Linked DNA regions of Mus musculus: region 2 is linked to region 1. Evidence: chromatin contacts called from public Hi-C data. All regions are on one chromosome and are shown on one strand. Each heading gives the region's core, a stretch centred on a gene start, on an enhancer-like site or on the middle of the called end of the contact. The rest is flanking DNA. Distances are from core to core; before and after follow the strand shown.

Region 1 (4,260 bases), core at 1,002-3,501:
AAATGTCTGTCTATCTATCTATCTATCTATCTATCTATCTATCTATCTATCTATCTATCCATCCATCCGTTTATTCATATGCATGTGTCTGTCTGAGCTTATGTGTACCACTTACATAGGCGTCCATCATAGGAGATCATCAGAAAGTGTCAGCTCCCTGGAATTGTAGATGCTTGCAAGCCACCCTGTGAGTACTGGGAACTGAACTCAGGTACATTCAGCCATTTTTCCAGCCCCCAAATAAGTCTTTTTTATTGACTAAATACGAGTTTCCAGGGGAGACTGGACCAAGGATGGTAAAGATAACAACTCTGCTCTGTAGGTAAAAATAGCCTGATGATGACATAGGGCCTGATGATGACATAGGGCCTGATGATGACAAAGGGCATATGATGACATAGGGCCTGATGATGACATAGGGCATATGATGACATAATCTGCCTGTGCACCTGAGTTCTGAAGACTGAAAACCCATAAGCAGTGGGGCTGGGGTGTTTGGTTTTAGTTTGATTGTTTTGTAGTCGTTCTCTCTTTCCCTCTCCCTCTGTTTCTCTTTCTCCTCACAATACACACACACACACACACACACACACACACACACACACACACACCACAGGGACTTTATAATACCTAAGAGTCTCCAATCAATAATTCTCTTGTCTCAGCCCTCTCATGCTGGGGTCACAGACATAGGGTATAATACTAGTTTAATAGTTGAACGATGGTGGTGGTGGGAGAGGATCATCCATGCTCAGCACAGACGGAATTGTTTTCCAATGCTTGGTCGACCTTTGGGTGCAGGGTGTGGGTGCAGAGGTGGCTAACAGTCACGTGTGTCTCCTTGACCCTGGAGGGCTAGACCTTTTCTTTATTTTTCTTCAAAATGTCAGGTATAGTTCTTAGGTCATGGAATTAAGGATATTCATTACTGGGCCAGCAAGATAAATAAAGGTACTTGTCACCGAGCCTGATGGCCTGAGTGTGGCCTCCAGAACTCACAGGGTGAACAGAGAGAACCAACTCCCGCAAGTTGTTCTGTGATCTCCACACGTGCACCAGGCAGAAACATGCAAGCACACACACCAAAAACTAATAATTTTTAAATTATTAGAAAGATTTATCATTGTTTAACTCCCTCAAGATGTGATGATGCACGCCTTTAATTCCAGTGCTTAGGTGGAGCCCTGTGAATTTAAGGCCAGCCTAACGTACGGAGTGAGTTCGGGGCCATAGCTGAGACTTTGTCTCAGACAATCAGATCAACATACAGTGACGCCAGGGGCGGGTCAGCCGTGTAACTATCCTGAAACCATTAGCTGTTGCCAGTTTTATGACAGTTACCAAAAAGTATTGTTAACCTCCGACTCCCGGTCACTGGGTGATTTCTTACTAGCCTCAGCACACACTCTCCAGAGCCTTACAGAAGACCCTTCCTCACTCTCTAAGGAGAAAAACAGCTAGGAACCTTAGTCAGTGGGTCTCCCTCCTAATAGCTTCGCTTGGGGCATGGGGCTTGACTCAGATTCTGCCTTTCTGCCTGGTATAGCAAATAAATGTGTGTGTGTGTGTGTGTGTGTGTGTGTGTGTGTGTGTGTGTGTGTGTGTGTTAAAAAAATAAGATTACAGATGTTTCCAAAGACTTTGAAGGTGTCTCCTACAAACCCCATCCAGCCCCTTCACATCACTCTCCACAGCATTTCAAACTCATCCTGTTTCTCCTACTGAGGAGGTTCAAAACCTAGGCCTGGATCTTTCCTGTCCGCACATAGGTGCAAATGTGTGACCCTGTTGGGGTCCCGGTGAGTGCTGGGGCCAGGCAGTAATATCCCCAGCCAGTGCATAGGCAGGGCCCAGTATGGGACACTGCACCCATCTGGAAGGGGGCATCTATAATTCCTTGTACACAAAGTCAGCTGATGGCAGAAAAAAATCTGCATCAGATGCATTAAGACCCAGGAGAACTCATTCCTCGCCAAGCAGGGCTGGCCAGGGTCCAAGAAGACCTCTCTACAAGCAGGCAGTGGCTGTTTGCAGTTCCTTCTGTGGCAGGTGGTACAATCTGAGTGGATCTCCAGGAAAGCCATGGGCACTCACACTTCTGTTCTCTGGAAGGCAGCCTCTCACTGCCTGGCCCTGTGGGGCCCTGGGACCTTGGCTGGTGGATCAGCTGCTCCATGTAGTCCCCACCCCCTTTCTCATTAGAATGCAGATGAGGGACCTTCAGGTTGATGATGGATGATGTATATCGGGCCCCAGGCTGACAGCACAAAGCCCCAGTCCCCGTGGTGGCCTGCACCTGCTCCGTCTGGTCTGACACTGGGAGATACGCTGCCTGCTGTGGGGGCAGGCTCAGTGTCCAGCTGCTGGCCTTCCTTCTCTTTGTCTCTCATTCACCAGGCTGTGGGCTTCCACTCCTCAAGGGAGGGGCCTGGCCAGGAGGTTGGGGTCTGATCAAGAACTGGGTGGCAAGGTTTTTCCAGTAGAATCACCTGCCTCGAACCCACATGACCTGCGGTTGAGGAATACCGCAGGCGCCTCTGTGCCCTTTGGGTCAGTGGTTTTGGCTTCTGCAATCTTCTGCCTTGTTCCTTGTCTCCCTGTTGGTCTGGGAGCTCCCAGGACATTTTAAGAACCTGGCAGGCCAGTCTGTCACTCATACGCAGGGTACAACTGACCATCTGCTTTCCTACTGCACTGACCCACGGCCTCAGGAAAGCAAGGTTCTGTCCCAAGAAACCAGTAACTACCAGGCAGTTCCAGGATGCCCATAGTAGCATTGCTGCACTAACTTGGAAGCAAGGTCTAGGAAGCTGGACCGGGCCCCTCATAGCCCCTGGGCCTGTGAGAGCCTTAAGGCCTATCTCCCTTATGCCTCAGCCTGTGGTCATGGAGAGCTTCGGACCCGCCTCTGCCCTGATTGCTACGCATCCTCTTCCCTTTGCAGAAAGTGAGTGTGATGTTAGTCAGGGATCTGCCAGGGTCCAACCCAAGCCTTCACCTGAGGGTAGCAGACCTAGTTAGAGCATCTGCTGTTTAGAGTAGCTCTTTCATAGCCAACGACAGCCAGCTTAATGCTGGGCTCACATCCTGCTGGCTTCTGGAAAGGTCCATGGCCTGGGTGTTTCTTAGCATAGGGCTTCCAGGATCATGCTTTTCTAGCCCACATATGATATTCTATACCCAGCTCCATCTTCCACTCCTTGGGAAAGGGCCACTACTCCCACGGGTATAACAGGTTTGGCCCCTGTAGTGGCCATTCCTGGTTGTCAACTTGACTATATTTGGAATGAACTACAATCCAGAATTGGAAGGCTCACCAGTGACCCTTATCTGGAGGCTTGGAGATCCTTATCTGGATCTTGGTAAGGAGATCTTGAGCCATAGTGGCTATGGATTCCAGAAGATTAAATCTCCGAGTTTAAGGAACACAGCTTTAATCTGGGCTATACCTTTTCATCTGGGATTAAGGGTGTGGTGGAACACACCTTTAATCTGGGCTACACCTTCTGCTGGAGACAATATAAGGACATTGGAAGAAGGGAGTCTAGCTCTTGCTCCTTTGCCTGCTTGCTGTGTGAGAGAGACTGAGTAACTGCTAGATCCTTGGACTTCCATTCACAGCTGCGACTGAACAATTGTTGGGAATTGGGCTGCCGACTGTAAGTCATCAATAAATTCCTTTACTATCTAGAGACTATCCATAAGTTATGTGACTCTAGAGAACCCTGACTAATACAGCCCCTATCCAGGAATCTGGATCCCTTGCTTTTAGAGTCATTCTGCTGGACACTGTAGGGTTGTATAGAGTTGGAGGGGGCTGTGTGGAAGCCCAGAAGATCCACTCTTGTCCAATTCACAGCATCTATGAGGGCATCTGCATAACAAAAGGATCTTCGAAGGTATCATCAAGTGGGGGAGCCCTGGATGACACCATCCTGGATTAGGGTGGCCCTGGCACAATGTGCTAATAAAAGAGATCCAAGAGGAATGGATAGGAAGGAGTGGGGCCATGAGAACATAGAGACAGGGGCTGGAGTGAAACAGATGTAGTTGAGGAACACTAAGGGGAGGCAGGGAAGACACTGCCCAGGTTTGGCTGCATCTTTCATGCCTCTGGCCCTGGGCTAGAGAGCAGTTGGAACAGTTTCTCAACCTCTCAATCTCCCTCCCCGCTCTCCCTCCCCCCTCCTCTGTGTGTGTATATTTCTTTCCCCTCTATGTGTATGTGTGCCTGTGTTGCCATGTGTGCTCTCTGTGTGT
Region 2 (4,260 bases), core at 884-3,383, 66 kb after region 1:
CTTGGATGGGAGGTATGAGAACTGACATGGCCTCCTACTGTGACGGATGGATGCCCACCTCCCTGCCCTGAGCAGTGCTGCACCCCTCAGGGAGCAGGGCCCCTCCCCGGGCATGGTGGGCTGCATCACACTGAAAGGCACCTCTTGTCCACCGTAGAACCACCCCCGCCAGCGCCAGGACTAAGCTGGGGTGCTGGGCTTAAGGGCCAGAAGGTGGCCACCAGCTACGAGAGTAGCCTCTGACGCTGGCAGGTAAGGTGTCCGGCCTGCTGCCGGGGAGGGGAGGGGCTGCGGGCAGGGCCTCCTGCAAGAGCCAGGCTTGTCCTAAGAGGGGCACCCTGTGCCCACTCATCTGGCCTGGCTCCAGACAGGCCTATAGGGTCAGCACCTAGGCAGCTAGACATGAGGGCAGCCTGAGTAGGCTCTGGGAGCAGGGCCCAAGGCCCTGACCCTTGGGGCTCCCCTTGTAGCACTCTACAAGCGTTGGGGCTCCCTTCCTCAATGCCACTGACCAGCAGAGCTCTGCCTTAAGCAGGATGGGATCTGAGGCTCTAGTCCCAGTAGGGTGCTCAAGAAAGGCACCTGGGCTGCTGGTAGTTATGGGAGAAAGGAGTACCTGTGTGTCTGGCCCTATGCATAGGTACACACATGGGACATGTATGTCAGAGTTTAGCTAGGATATAGTCTGTATAGCAATGGGACAGGCTGATGGTATATGGCATGGGACTGCTTAGGCACTTGAGAAGTCTAGACGAGATGGGATGTGGCTCAGGGCCAGCTTCTCTGAGCCCTAGTCTCGACTTGTCTCCACAGCTGGGGCTGTTAGGGTTCCTTGTGTGTATGTAGATTCTTTCCACCTGCTCCTCATCCCATTCCATCCTCATTTCATTGCCTGTGGATGTGCTCCCACCATGAGCCTCGTCATCCCCTGGCAGGTGGGACTGGAGCCCTCAGCAGCCCTGGGCTCATTCAGCTACCCACTCTGCTTGGAAGAAAGCGAGCAAGCAGGGCCAGGTGCCCTTGGGGGCACTGTCCTCAGTCAACCTTGCTTTTCTGGGGCTTTAGGCCTCCGTCTTGGAAAGAGGAAAACAGCCTGGGGAACAGCAGCAGTAGTGGGAAACCGAGGACAAGGAATGACAGGCAGAGGCAGAGGCAGGCCAGAACTATTAATGCAAGGAAAGCCAAGGTCTCTAGCACACTGCTGGGGTTCTGCTCATGGTGACCAAACAGACACTGCAGCCCTCCTGTACTCCTGAATATTGGACAACTCTCCATGCCCTATGCTATGAGATGGTCTACCAAACCCCCAACCCAGTGCCACGTCCCTGGTGTTACAGGGAATATGGTGTGGCCTGTACACAGGACCCACCCACCAGTTCTACTCAGTCAACCATCAGTACTGGAACCTACCCTTGAGACTGTTGGGTTCCCAACCATTCTTGGATCTCGGCCTGTCCCCCTGATGCCCTCTCATTGTGTCCCTGTGTCCTGGGCCCTTGTCCAATGAGCTTGGCTCCAAAGACCCTGCTGGAGGTAGACAGAAGTATGGACTTCCAGCATAGTGGGAGAGACAGGGGTGTATGGAAGCCAGTGGGTAATGAGGTGCAGGCACAGTATAGGTGGCCTGCTAAACTATGCCAAAGCAAGAGTTTATCCAGCCCAGGGAAGACAGGCCCACCAGGAAAAAAGGTCAAATCCAGTCTTCTGGCTTTGGCTATTGGAGCATGACCTTCTGCTGTCTACCTTGCTCCCACTCAGCTGTAGTCATAGGCTTCTTCTGACCTAGACCTTAGCTCTGCCTCTTCCAAACTCTCCCCTTCCCTGGGCCTGCCTGTACCATCACCCTGTCTCCAGGCTCAGCTCCTCTTTCCCAGCCAGTCAATATTCTTGGGCCCTGCCTACTCCTAACCCCTCTCCTCTATGAACTCTAACCCCTTTGGACTCTGGCCACTCCTGGATCAGCCCTCTCAGGACCCTGCTCCTTCCCAGCCCGGCTGGCTACAGGTTGCCAGCTAGCCCCAGGTAGCAGGTGGGCAGCCTGTTCACTCTCTCCCTCCCTCTTTCCATTCTGTGCTCCAGACACCACTAACTGTATGGAAGTGATGACGGGGCGGCTTTCCAAATGTGGTAAGAACTCCTCATGCTCACTTGGCCCCTAGCCTGCCACCTCCACTGTGTGCCCACAGCCTACCCTGACCAGTGCTATCCCACTGTCCCTGGGCTGTCCTGGGTCCCCTGTGTATGCACAGGCATTGGACCATCCACCACCCCTGGGCCCCATCTTCTGCCAAGAGTAGTCTTAACTACTCACTTCCTGGTCCCCATTTCTACAATCAGGCTAGGTAGAGGAAGGACTTAAACTCTCAGAACAGGAAAAGGCCCTTGTGCTGGAAGGCAGTAAAGGGTCTACATGTAGCACTGCCCTGGAGGGCAAGGTGGACACTTGTCCACAGACCATGCCAGTCAGAAGAGAGGTATGCAGCACTGGGCTTAGACTGAGGTCAGGTGAGGGAATGGAAATGAAGCATCCAATTGGCCCAGCTGGGTAATAAACATAGGCCCAGGAGGGTGGAGGGTCACCCATTACTTCTGCCCTCCAGGACCAGAAATCCAGCTGTGGCTGCCTGTCCCCAGCTCCCTGCCTGCCTACCCACCATTAATCCTGTCTGTCTGCTGCTGAAACTGTCTGTGCTAGCCAGGGCAGGGGGTCTCCCTGTATGCTGCTGGTCACTGGCTCAGGCCACCCTTCCCAAGAGCAATCATTACTCATAAAGCAGTAGCCAACCCCAGGGTCCAACTCAGGCCTAATCTTTCTATTGCTCTTTCTACACCTTGGGTTGGCCAGCTCATGTGACCCTGACACTTGAGAAGGGAGGCCCAGGACATCTGGGGCCACACTGGGTGAGGGAGGAATCTCACTGCCTGTCCTGGGCCTCAGTTCTCAGAAGCAGCCCTCATGTCCCATGCCACTTTGGAGGTATGGAGTTCAAGGGTCTATCCCACAGCAACAGCCCCTCCCACTGCATTGCTCCTGGCACTAGGGACCCCACTGGCCGCCTGCCCACCCTGCTTGCTACCCGCCTGTCCTTGCTCTGCCATTCCATCTGACTTCATCTCGTTGGGTTTTTCTTTCTCTTGTCAAGGCTCCTTCGTTCATTTGTTTGTTCTTTCTCTCCTTCTCTCCCTCTCTCCCCTTGCCCCCCCCCCCTTTTTTTCTTTTCTCTCTTTTTGTCTTCTGTTCTGTGTACCCAGGCACCCCATTGAGTAACTTCTTTGACGTAATTAAACAACTTTTTTCAGACGAGAAGAACGGGCAGGCGGCCCAGGCCCCCAGCACACCCGCCAAGCGGAGTGCCCACGGCCCCCTGGGTGACTCCGCGGCCGCTGGCCCTGGAGGGGACACCGAGTACCCGATGGGCAAGGACATGGCCAAGATGGGGCCGCCCGCCGCCCGCCGTGAGCAGCCTTAGACACTAGTCCCTCCCCAGCACAGCACAGCACAGCACAACACAGCACTGACTGTGGCCTTCTGCCGCCCTGTGTGGACAAGGCCCCACCTGCCTGCCCAGACCTTGTCTCAAGCCTGGGAGGAAAGTAGAGTGGCCAGGGCGCGGCCCGCAGGCTGGGCTGCTGGGCTTGCTCTCTTTTCTCTCTTGCGGTCTCTGTCTCTGCCTGTCTCTGACAGCATCGCTTGTTTCCGCTCTGATACCAGGAATTATCCCGAAAAGTTAACATGTCACCTCCACGAGGCCATCCTCTGTGCTGCGTGTGGACACTGGCTGACCGAAGGCAGCTGCTGCGGACCACCCTCCTCCTGCTGCTGCTGCTGGGCAGAGAGGCTAGCCCACTATCCACCACCTCTGCCTGTCCCCTGGCAGCTCCGCATGGCCCAAGGGAGGAGGGCCTGCCGCCCAGGGGTTCCTCTTCTCGCCCAGCCACCCTGGATCCCAGTGACCAGATCCTCAGCAGGGACAACCTGTCCACCATCTTCCAGGGTAGGGGACCATGGTGGGTGAAGCAGTGGGAATGGATTGTCCTCCACGCCGCATCTGGAGGCCTCCTGGGCCACTCACCTCGCCTTTTCCACATGTTGGCCTCGCAGGGCCACCTCTTCTCATCTGCATCCATTGCTCCACCTTGCCAGGCTGCAGAGCTCCAGCTGTGATGGTTCTCATGGGCTGAAGTGGAGATAAAAGACCTGGGTGCTCCAGAGCTGCCAGGGAGCTGGGCTGAGACCAGTATTATTTATTTGCTGTTTTA

The links. Hi-C and Micro-C count contacts between places; a contact is called where the count stands out from the background.
Region 2: a contact with region 1 is called in a Hi-C map of cerebellum, with 1.8 times the contacts expected there. The contact joins two enhancer-like sites. A contact is called at or near these places in 1 of 484 Hi-C or Micro-C datasets (cerebellum), 1 of 115 datasets of contacts at active chromatin or transcription factors (embryonic stem cells) and 3 of 9 other capture datasets (adipose tissue, liver and pancreatic islet).

Annotation. Positions count from the first base shown.
Region 1 is chr7:141,932,455-141,936,714 of GRCm38.p6, forward strand. The region is part of intron 2 of Gm32539 (a long non-coding RNA gene); the gene reads left to right. Among named protein-coding and RNA genes, the nearest start is that of Gm32539, 10 kb to the left of the region's middle. Within about 2 kb of position 2,252, at least 28 of the 459 cell types and tissues checked have an H3K27ac peak or open chromatin away from gene starts, as enhancers often do. A contact at or near this core is called in cerebellum, where this site is marked.
Region 2 is chr7:141,998,763-142,003,022 of GRCm38.p6, forward strand. It overlaps Brsk2 (BR serine/threonine kinase 2), which reads left to right. Exons shown (of 20, transcript NM_001009930.3): 19 at 2,080-2,127; 20 at 3,301-4,260. The coding sequence ends at 3,470. Among named protein-coding and RNA genes, the nearest start is that of Mir3104, 8.7 kb to the left of the region's middle. Within about 2 kb of position 2,134, at least 8 of the 459 cell types and tissues checked have an H3K27ac peak or open chromatin away from gene starts, as enhancers often do. A contact at or near this core is called in cerebellum, where this site is marked.